2 separate regions of the Rattus norvegicus genome follow, and region 2 is linked to region 1. The links are chromatin contacts, called in public Hi-C maps. All regions are on one chromosome and are shown on one strand. The core of a region is the stretch at or near the end of the contact, and the rest is flanking DNA. Distances in the headings are between cores, read along the strand shown.

Region 1 (4,164 bases), core at 285-2,784:
TCTTTTAAGAATCAGAAAGTATTAGAGTGGAGGAGAAGGCCTAGTCCGCTAGAGAATCCCAGAGGAGATGGATGTCTCCACCATGGTGGGGAGCCCCTCCCAACAGAGTAAAATGTCTCAGTTGGGGTTTCATTGCTGTGAAGAGACACCATAACGAGGGCAGTTCTTATAAAGGACAACGTTTAATTGGGGCTGGCTTACACTTTCAGAAGTCCAGTCCGTTATTATCGGGGTGGGAGCATGGCAGCATCCAGGCAGACATGATGCCGGAGAAGGAGCCAAGAGTTCTACATCAGTCAGGAGAAGACTGGCAAAGCCCACCCCCACAGTGACACACTTCCTCCATTTCAACAAGGCCACACCTCCTAATAGTATTACTCTCTGTGGAGAGTATTCAAACATCTGAGTCTATGGGGGCCAAACCTATTCAGATCACTACAGTGAGAACAGTGCTTGGTTTTATGTTCTTGCCCTCCTGTCCCCCGGCCCAGGTACCTCCTTCTCCTCCCAATTTCCATCTTTTACATGCATTAATACATACATGCACAAGCATGTGGCCAAAGAGGGATGAATGCAGGCCTATGTTTACATGATAGTCATGTGAGGGTCCCAGGGCAACTTCTCGTGTTGGCCCTTGCCTTCCGCCTTGTGCAAAACACAGTCTGGTTCGTTCACTGCTGTGTAGGCTTGGCTTACTGTCCTAAGAGTTTCTGGGAATTTCCTGCAAGTGCTTTGCCCAGGAAGTCTTCTTAGCCCTGTTCCATTTGCTGATGCAGGATCTCTTTGTGCAGCCTCTGTTGTTGTGAAACTCAACGTGCAGCACGTGCTGGCCTCCGGCATAAGGTTCTCCTGCCTTATTTAGCCACCGAATGCCGGGATTGTAGACGTGGGCCATTCATGCCTGATACTGTGAGGGTTCAGACCACTAGCACTCTCCAAGGTGCCCTGCCCTCACCACCGAGTGCGGGCCACTGCGATTGTAGCATACCTTATAATAATACGTACAGTGTATGGGTCCCAATCTCTTCCTGTTAATCTGAAACCTTTGTGAGCAGAGTGTAAACATTTGGAGGGATGCATTTTGGTTCTGGTAATGGGAAAGCGTAATGTCTCAACTAAGAGCCACCAGATGTGCCAGAGAATGTGACTCAGCAGCGAATAATGTTGAAGTCGGCCCAGAACGGTGTGTGTGTGGAAGGAACGAGCGACTCCAAGCACTAACTGCAAACTTCTGCAGGCCTCAAGGTTTGTCGTGGGGCCCTGCCACAGCAGATGTACTTGATCCAAACTCTGGGCTTTGGCCTTCCCATCCCGAGACACAAGGTTGTCTCAGGGCTCAGCCAGAAGGCAAGTCAGCACTTTGCCTGTGGACGGCAGCAAAGCTCACCCTCTTGGCTGCTGCCCCAGTTTGATGTTTTGATTGCCTTTGTTCTTCTAAAAATTGAATTTAAAAAAGTACTTAAAGTACATAGAGTACTTTAATAAAAATACAGCTTGATATTTTAGCCACTGTCTTCTCTGTAACTACCACCAGGTGGAGCTATGGATCACTCTGTCTTCAGAGTCCCCCGGATTTAGCCCCGGCCTGACTTTAACTGTTATCACTGTACATGTGTCTTGCTTGCCCATAATTTTCAATAGGAACTAGCTATAATATGTGCTCTTTTATTTCAGGTTGACTTTTTTTTTTTATGCTTAGGGGACACCTCCGTTTTGAGTGTATCAGTAGTTCTTTTTATTGACTTTGTAATATTCCACCTTGTGATCATGTTGTATGTGCTTGTTTTTCTGTTCTTAGGTAGCTAGTTACTTTATAACTTGGAGGTGTTTTCATTAAAGATGCCCCATTCTTTCCTAGTATGTTTTTTTAAGAACACATTCCGTGTGTGTGTGTGTGTGTGTGTGTGTGTGTGTGTGTGTGTGTGTGTGTGTATGTGTAAGCTAGGTCCTCGAATAAGATATCTGTTTGACTTTAGAAGGTGCTGCCAAATGGGTTCTGATTTGTATGTGTTTCTCTCTATGTGTATATATTCTTGTGTATATGCATGTATGCAGGTCTACATGTGTGTGCACATGAATGTTGGGACCAGAGAAAAGCCTTGGGTATCGTTCTGAAGGAGCTACCCCTCTTGTCTTCTGAGAGCTCACAGAATCAACTGCCCTGTCTAGCCACAAGGCTCCAGGATCCTCCTGACTCTGAATCCCCAGTACATCACCAAACCAGTGTTTACTGGGGTTCTGGGGACCTGACTCAGGTCTTCATGCTTGCATTGCAAGTCTTTACTGACGCTCTGTCCCATCCCTGGTTCTAACTTTTGATCCTATCTAAGCTTGCATCTGTCCACTTGCTCAGTGCTCTTAGTACATGGCTTGTGGTCTCGTCTCTGGTGCGTGTAGACTGGGGAGAGGAAATGTAAAAAGAACTTTATGGAGATGGAATGGAGCAGGGAACTGGCTACTGTGTGTTTAAGGAAGAGAGGAATGGATGTGGAGAGGAGTTGGAGACCACATAGTTTGGGACCTGGGGCTTCTGTGTGAATTCAAACTCCAGCTTCTGTCCCATTCCTTAGCAGTTTCAACATAAGGAATGTGTTTCTACTGCAGGAATAATTCCACATGCATGCACAGTGCAGAATTTTTTATATTGCTCCAAGGAAAGAAGTGGAGTGTCAGGAAGTGTCCCCCAAATGCGCTGAGGCTCCTCAGGAACCCTTCTCTCCACCGATACAGGAAAGACAGACACAGAGCTCTTCTTTAGGATTTTCAGTCTGGCCAGGAGATGGGTAGCGAAATGCTTTATGCTTCATTCTCGGAGTCCAGCCTCACAGGTCGCTACTCTGTGGTTTTCTCCCTTGTGAAAACAGAATATCCACATTTACCCCAAGGGGTTGGCCCCTGGGTTCTGAGCGGCTTTCGTCTCCTGTGCCTGATGTTTAAATGTCCAGCATGACGCTGATTCACAGAAGCCTGCAGGTTTGGTGAGAGCCATTGGCTGCAAATAACAGTCAAGCTCTGGCAGGTGAGGTGAGACCTGCAATTGGAAAGCACAGGCTCCTTACTTCCTCTGCCCATCCCGGGGCCAGCGCCAGGGCCAACTTTGCAGAACAGCATATGGACCAGAAAAACTCCCGGGGAGTTTCCTCAGCAGGGTGGCTTGTAAGCAAATGACAGAGCAGGCAAGACTGGCTGTGGGTTCCTGATGGATCAGTGGTGAAAAGGGACTACCATCTGTTCCCGTCCTCTCTGACCTGACACACCTTAGCCTCCAACAAAGCACAAAGTGTGTGGTGGAAGCCTTGTGGCAGGGTGGAGAAGAAGGAACCCTGAGAGAGGGCTCTTAGAGAGCTGGGGAGGTGATATACACAGCCCCCATGGACCTGAGTGAGCTCTTGAGGGATTGTTTCAGGAAGGAGAGCATTGCTCACACACAGTGTGCCAGCCACCGTGTCAAGACCTGGTACACAAGGATCATGTCAGCTGAGGAGAACCTGGCCCACGGTGTGTCAGTCACTGTGCCAGGGTCCCATAAGCTAGGATTGTGTTGTAGGGATGGCACCTGGGTAAGTAAAGGCTGAGTAGTTTCTTTGGTTGGGTGATTTCCCTGAGTACTTTGGGTACATAACTCATTTAAATTTCAGAACAATCATGTAGCACATTTTTAGAATTTATTTATTTTTGAAGTATTTTCTTAACTCTGTTTAGATTGATTCTGATGAGCAGCAACTTATTTCTTCTAGTAACATTAACAAATCAGCATCGAATGTGCTACCTCCCTACCCCGAACACTTACTTACAGCCCACACATTCCTGACGGGGTCTTGCCAATTCCCTAGGTGAACTTCAAACTCACTCCCGTCTCGCTTACTTATCCGATCACCTTTACGTCACCAGATCTAGCAAGGCTTTGCGATTATCTGCAAATTTTCGGATGGGACCAGGTTAGGGAGTGTCATAGTAATTCCCCGGGGCGGATTTCAGCAACGGAAGGCATTCTTTTAATGGGGGTTTGCTTTAAAAAGACATCTCGTAAAAGAATTCTAGCCAACAATATATGTGTATTTATAAACAAATATACGTGTGGGTGCTTTGTAACATGGAGAAAAGAGACCAAGAAAGGCTAAATCTTAGGGCACAAGAAAGAACTGAATGTAGGGCCAGAGTTGG
Region 2 (4,238 bases), core at 918-3,417, 330 kb before region 1:
TGAGGTCCCATCTTAAAAAAGAAAAAGAAAAGTCCTATTCTAATTTTACACTTTTGGCACAGAACTTACACAAAAAAATATATATAGTAAAGGATATATTCTCTTTGCATGCATTAAGGCATATAGAAATATACAAACATAAGTAATAATATAAAGTACAATGTTAACATATAGTTCTTAGTATATTTAATAAAACACTATATGTCATGCTGCATTTGTTGTATTAATGAACTACACGGCTTTAAAAATACTTAAAGAGAAGGTCAAACATTGTATCAGAAATCCTGGACTGAGAACAAAAAATATGTCAAGTACTATCTTTAATTAAAGTAATTCTTTTCCTAGAGGACAGGAAGTTTCAAACTGCCCAGATATATTTCTATGAGAATTCATCTTATTAATTAAAAGCTCCAAAAAGGTCAGTCCAAATGCATATGCATTACGAGCCAAAGAGATTTACATATTTTGTCAATTCGCTGGCATTTTAAGAATAAAGGGTGGATTAAGACTGTGTCCAGGTGCTTCTTTCCTGTGAGAAATGTGCCTTTGATGTGTGCCTTGTTTAGGTGTGCGTTGTTCGTCTCTGAGCAAGACTTTAAAAGTCAGGTCTGACCTGAGCTCGGTGATGCTCTCAGTTTCTTCTCATTGCTGTTTCCTAGCTCCACTCATCTGTGCTGTATTAGTTCAGCCTTGTTCTTGTTTGAGAACAGCATCAACTGACTGGCTTCAACAACTGGCGTTTGTCACTCATTGTTCTGGAGACTAGCATCCTTGTTTCCTGATGACTCGAATGGTTGCCTGCTCCTTCTGACATGCCTTCTCCACCTCTGTGAACTCTGGATCTATAAACCAAAATACTCTTTCTTCCCCAAGATGCTCTTGGTGATAGTGTCCCAACACAATAATAAAAAAGTAGTTAATACAGTTAATTTGAGGGTCAGGTTCAGAGTCAGTGTGTGGGAGTAAAAAAGCAGAGGTCATGCGTGGGTCAGTGGATGGATGAAGTTCATGTCCAGAGTTAAGTTTAGGATCAGGGTCAAGGTGACAGTGACAGCCCGGATATGGCAAATGTTAAGGAAGAAGGAAAGGGTGAAGATATGAGTGAGAATAAGAAATCAAACCGAGATCAAAGGCTTTGTAAGATGCAAACTAATGGAGGGCAAGACTAGCCTATGATGTTGCACGTGATCAGAGTGACTATCAAGGATGAAGTGACGATTGATGTGTGAGATGGTCAGAGAAAGCATAACATGGGTAGCACAGGGTCAGGGTCAAGATGCAGGTAATAGTGAGCGCCAGAGTCACAGACACGGGGAATGAAATGGTGAAGCTTGCTAAGGGTCACAGTGAGTGTGTGGGTCAAGACAGGGTCAGTTTGTTGATTATCAGTACTGTCCGTTTGGGGAATATGGTAAGAGTAAAAATAAAAGTTAAAATTCATGATCAAATCTAGGGTTTTGATCCACATAAGAGTGATGTCAAGATCATGTTCAGGGACATCATGATGGTCATCTTTATGTCAGGCTAGAGTCGTTTAGGAAGAAGATCCAGGAAAGAGTGGTCAGAGCGTGGGTGAGGGGTAAGTGTGAGAGTGAGGTTTGCCAGCATCTTGGGGTAATCTGTTATGTGGAATAATTACAGATGCTATGTCTTATGGGAATATGATCTACATTCACAGGAAGCTAACAGCTGCTGCACAATCTTCCATATCACTCCTCCAATCCACTACTTTAGCTCTTGAAATAATCACCAAAGCACCACAGACTGTTATGAAGTCAGGAGGGCAGGGGAGATCTGGGTTTGTATTCCTTCAGCCTCCCCAGGGACATCCTTCAGGCCAATGCCATTGGTGGGTGGCAGCTTTCATGGACACATTTCATTTTCTATCTTTGGAACAAAGAATGACGTGGCAATTCTCTGGGTTCCCTCCTTGATATGATCTCACTGAGGGTGAAGGGAGAGCTGGGCCTGGCACATCTGGTTACAACATTAGATCTGAAACTCCTCTCTCTTCCAGTTGCGTGATCAGTAAACCAGGAGAGCTGGACTGGATAGGCTTCTCACACTCTATGGGGATGTATTAAAACCTTTTAGGCCTTGCTTCTATTATCCATAGGACAGTGTTTCTCAGTTATTAAAATTTCACACTTGGGGATCCTGAGATAGATCAGAGAACCCAAGTTCCTCCCACAGAACCCAACTTAAAGGGGGAAGGGGTATTGATCGAGTGAGTGAGTGAGGAGTGAGTGAGGAGTGAGTGAGTGAGTGAGTGAGTGAGTGAGTGGATTGTGTAAACAGGCATCTTTGCAATCCCAGCACTGGGGAGGTGGAAACAGGATCCCTGGAGCTTGTTGGCCAGCTAGCCTAGCCCACTTAGCAACTTCCAGGCCAGAGAGACCTTGTCTTAAACAAAAAAGGAAAGCCGCCTAAGAAAAGACACTCAAGGTTGTCCTTTGCTGGCCCCCAAATACATGTAAAATCCATGTCTCTAATCACCTCACCTCTAATAATTTAGTCTCCTTCCTGTCTGTCCCTTTGGGAATCACTGCAACTCTCATATAGCATCAGAGATCAGAGAGCATCTGCACTGCATTACTTTTTCCCAGTTTGTAGGAAGAGCCTAAGAGAGTGGTTTTGACATTTCGCCAAATATCAAAAACGGCAATCTGAAATCTGTTCCTTTAAGCAGTACCCTCCCCATCCACAGAAGACCCCACAAAGCATTCTCAGGCTGTCATTTTCAGGCCTTCCTCACTTCCCCTTAGGAAAACGTGCTCTCAAATCATCTGAAGATATTGATTATCTGCACCATCGCGGACTCTTCTTTCTTTGTGTCCTGGCTGCCTGTGCTTGGTGTCAGTTCACAGATAAGAAAGGCAGAGTGCTGTTAAGGATCTATTTATACTATGTCCTTGAAAGCTGAGGCCTGGCTTCCTTAAGAGAAAAGGCTGTCAGGTATGGAGATGAGACACAGAGTGGTCACCCCAGTGAGAACGTCAGTGCTGGATACAGAGGCACGGGATGCTGCTTTCCTAGGCAGGCTAATATGGAAGTCCGCAGAAAACAAAGGAAAAGAAACAGAGTTCTGGGAAGGAAAGAGAAGTTTTTGTGAAAACATGACAGAAACTCAGTATGTGTTGGGGGAGGGAGATGACAAAAAGAAAGGAGGGGAGGGGGAACCAGAGAGAATACCAATGTACCATAGACTTGGAGCCAGGGGATGTTTACATGAAGCTTGGCCCCATCTTTATTAGAAATTTGAGCTTGGCCTAACTGCTTGATATCTCAGAATTTTGATCCCCGCCCCCCCCCCCCCCCGCCTTGAGTGGGTATCATATATCCTTCTCCACTAATTTCATCAGATTGCTCTAAAAATCCAATTTAAGAATGGCCATGGAAACACTTGCCAAGCTGAAAATACTGTACACAAACAAGGCCCTCGGTGTCTGGGTGTCTGTCACAGCTAGCCATCTAGAGTTCTATCTGTGAGTCTGTACACATGCTCGACACAGAGGGAGCAGTCTGCCTCATGGCAAACCTGCTAGCAATCTGCCATTCCTCTTCTGCAGAAGAGGAGACATAAATAGAGTAATAATTTGCTGGAGGTCACTCAACTAGTTAGTGGACTTTGAACCAGGCCTGCCTAAATCCAGCAGCCAATTCTTTCCAGCGTTTCCTGAGTCTTAATGTATACGTAATGGTGTTCCAATATTTCTGTGTAGTAAGATCTGCCTTCCAGTGATAATCGGCACTGTGTTGGTGGGCCAGATCTGCCAACACCAATGCCAAAGACCGGAGGCTGAACATTTGAGAAGAAGGTGGCAGCGGGGTTGGTTTCTGAGGAGCACACACTTCCTGGCTCCTTGCGTCTCACATGCTTTCCCCCTCCCTGTACAAGCACATGCCTTAGGGCCTTTTTTTCCACTATCGGCATTAGTCTTGGATTACAGCTCCACCATTATGGCCACATTAATTGTCATTGCTTTCCTTAAGGTCCCCATCTCCAGAACTGGCCACACAGGGCCTAGCTCTTTGCACAAATCTGAAGGAGAACAGGGGTTCAGCCCACAGCAGGCATGTAATAGACAAATGTCCAAAAAAGATTTATTTTAAGAATCTTTGTTCCCTTTTTTCTCCCCAGAAAGGCATTTCTAAAATCTTATCAGGTTAGTAATAGCTTCTGCAGCAGAAAAAAAAAATTCAACTCTTGAGTCCTCCCTACATGACGGCTTTCCCAT

The links. A called contact is a pair of places that touch in the nucleus more often than the background predicts.
Region 2: a Hi-C map of the Rat2 cell line shows a contact between it and region 1, with 2.3 times the contacts expected there. The contact joins two enhancer-like sites.

The regions. Positions count from the first base shown.
Region 1 is chr4:128,216,016-128,220,179 of GRCr8, reverse strand. The region is part of intron 1 of Magi1 (membrane associated guanylate kinase, WW and PDZ domain containing 1); the gene reads left to right. Among named protein-coding and RNA genes, the nearest start is that of Magi1, 150 kb to the left of the region's middle. Within about 2 kb of position 1,534, at least 8 of the 93 cell types and tissues checked have an H3K27ac peak or open chromatin away from gene starts, as enhancers often do.
Region 2 is chr4:128,547,185-128,551,422 of GRCr8, reverse strand. No RefSeq gene overlaps it. Among named protein-coding and RNA genes, the nearest start is that of Slc25a26, 44 kb to the left of the region's middle. Within about 2 kb of position 2,167, at least 1 of the 93 cell types and tissues checked has an H3K27ac peak or open chromatin away from gene starts, as enhancers often do.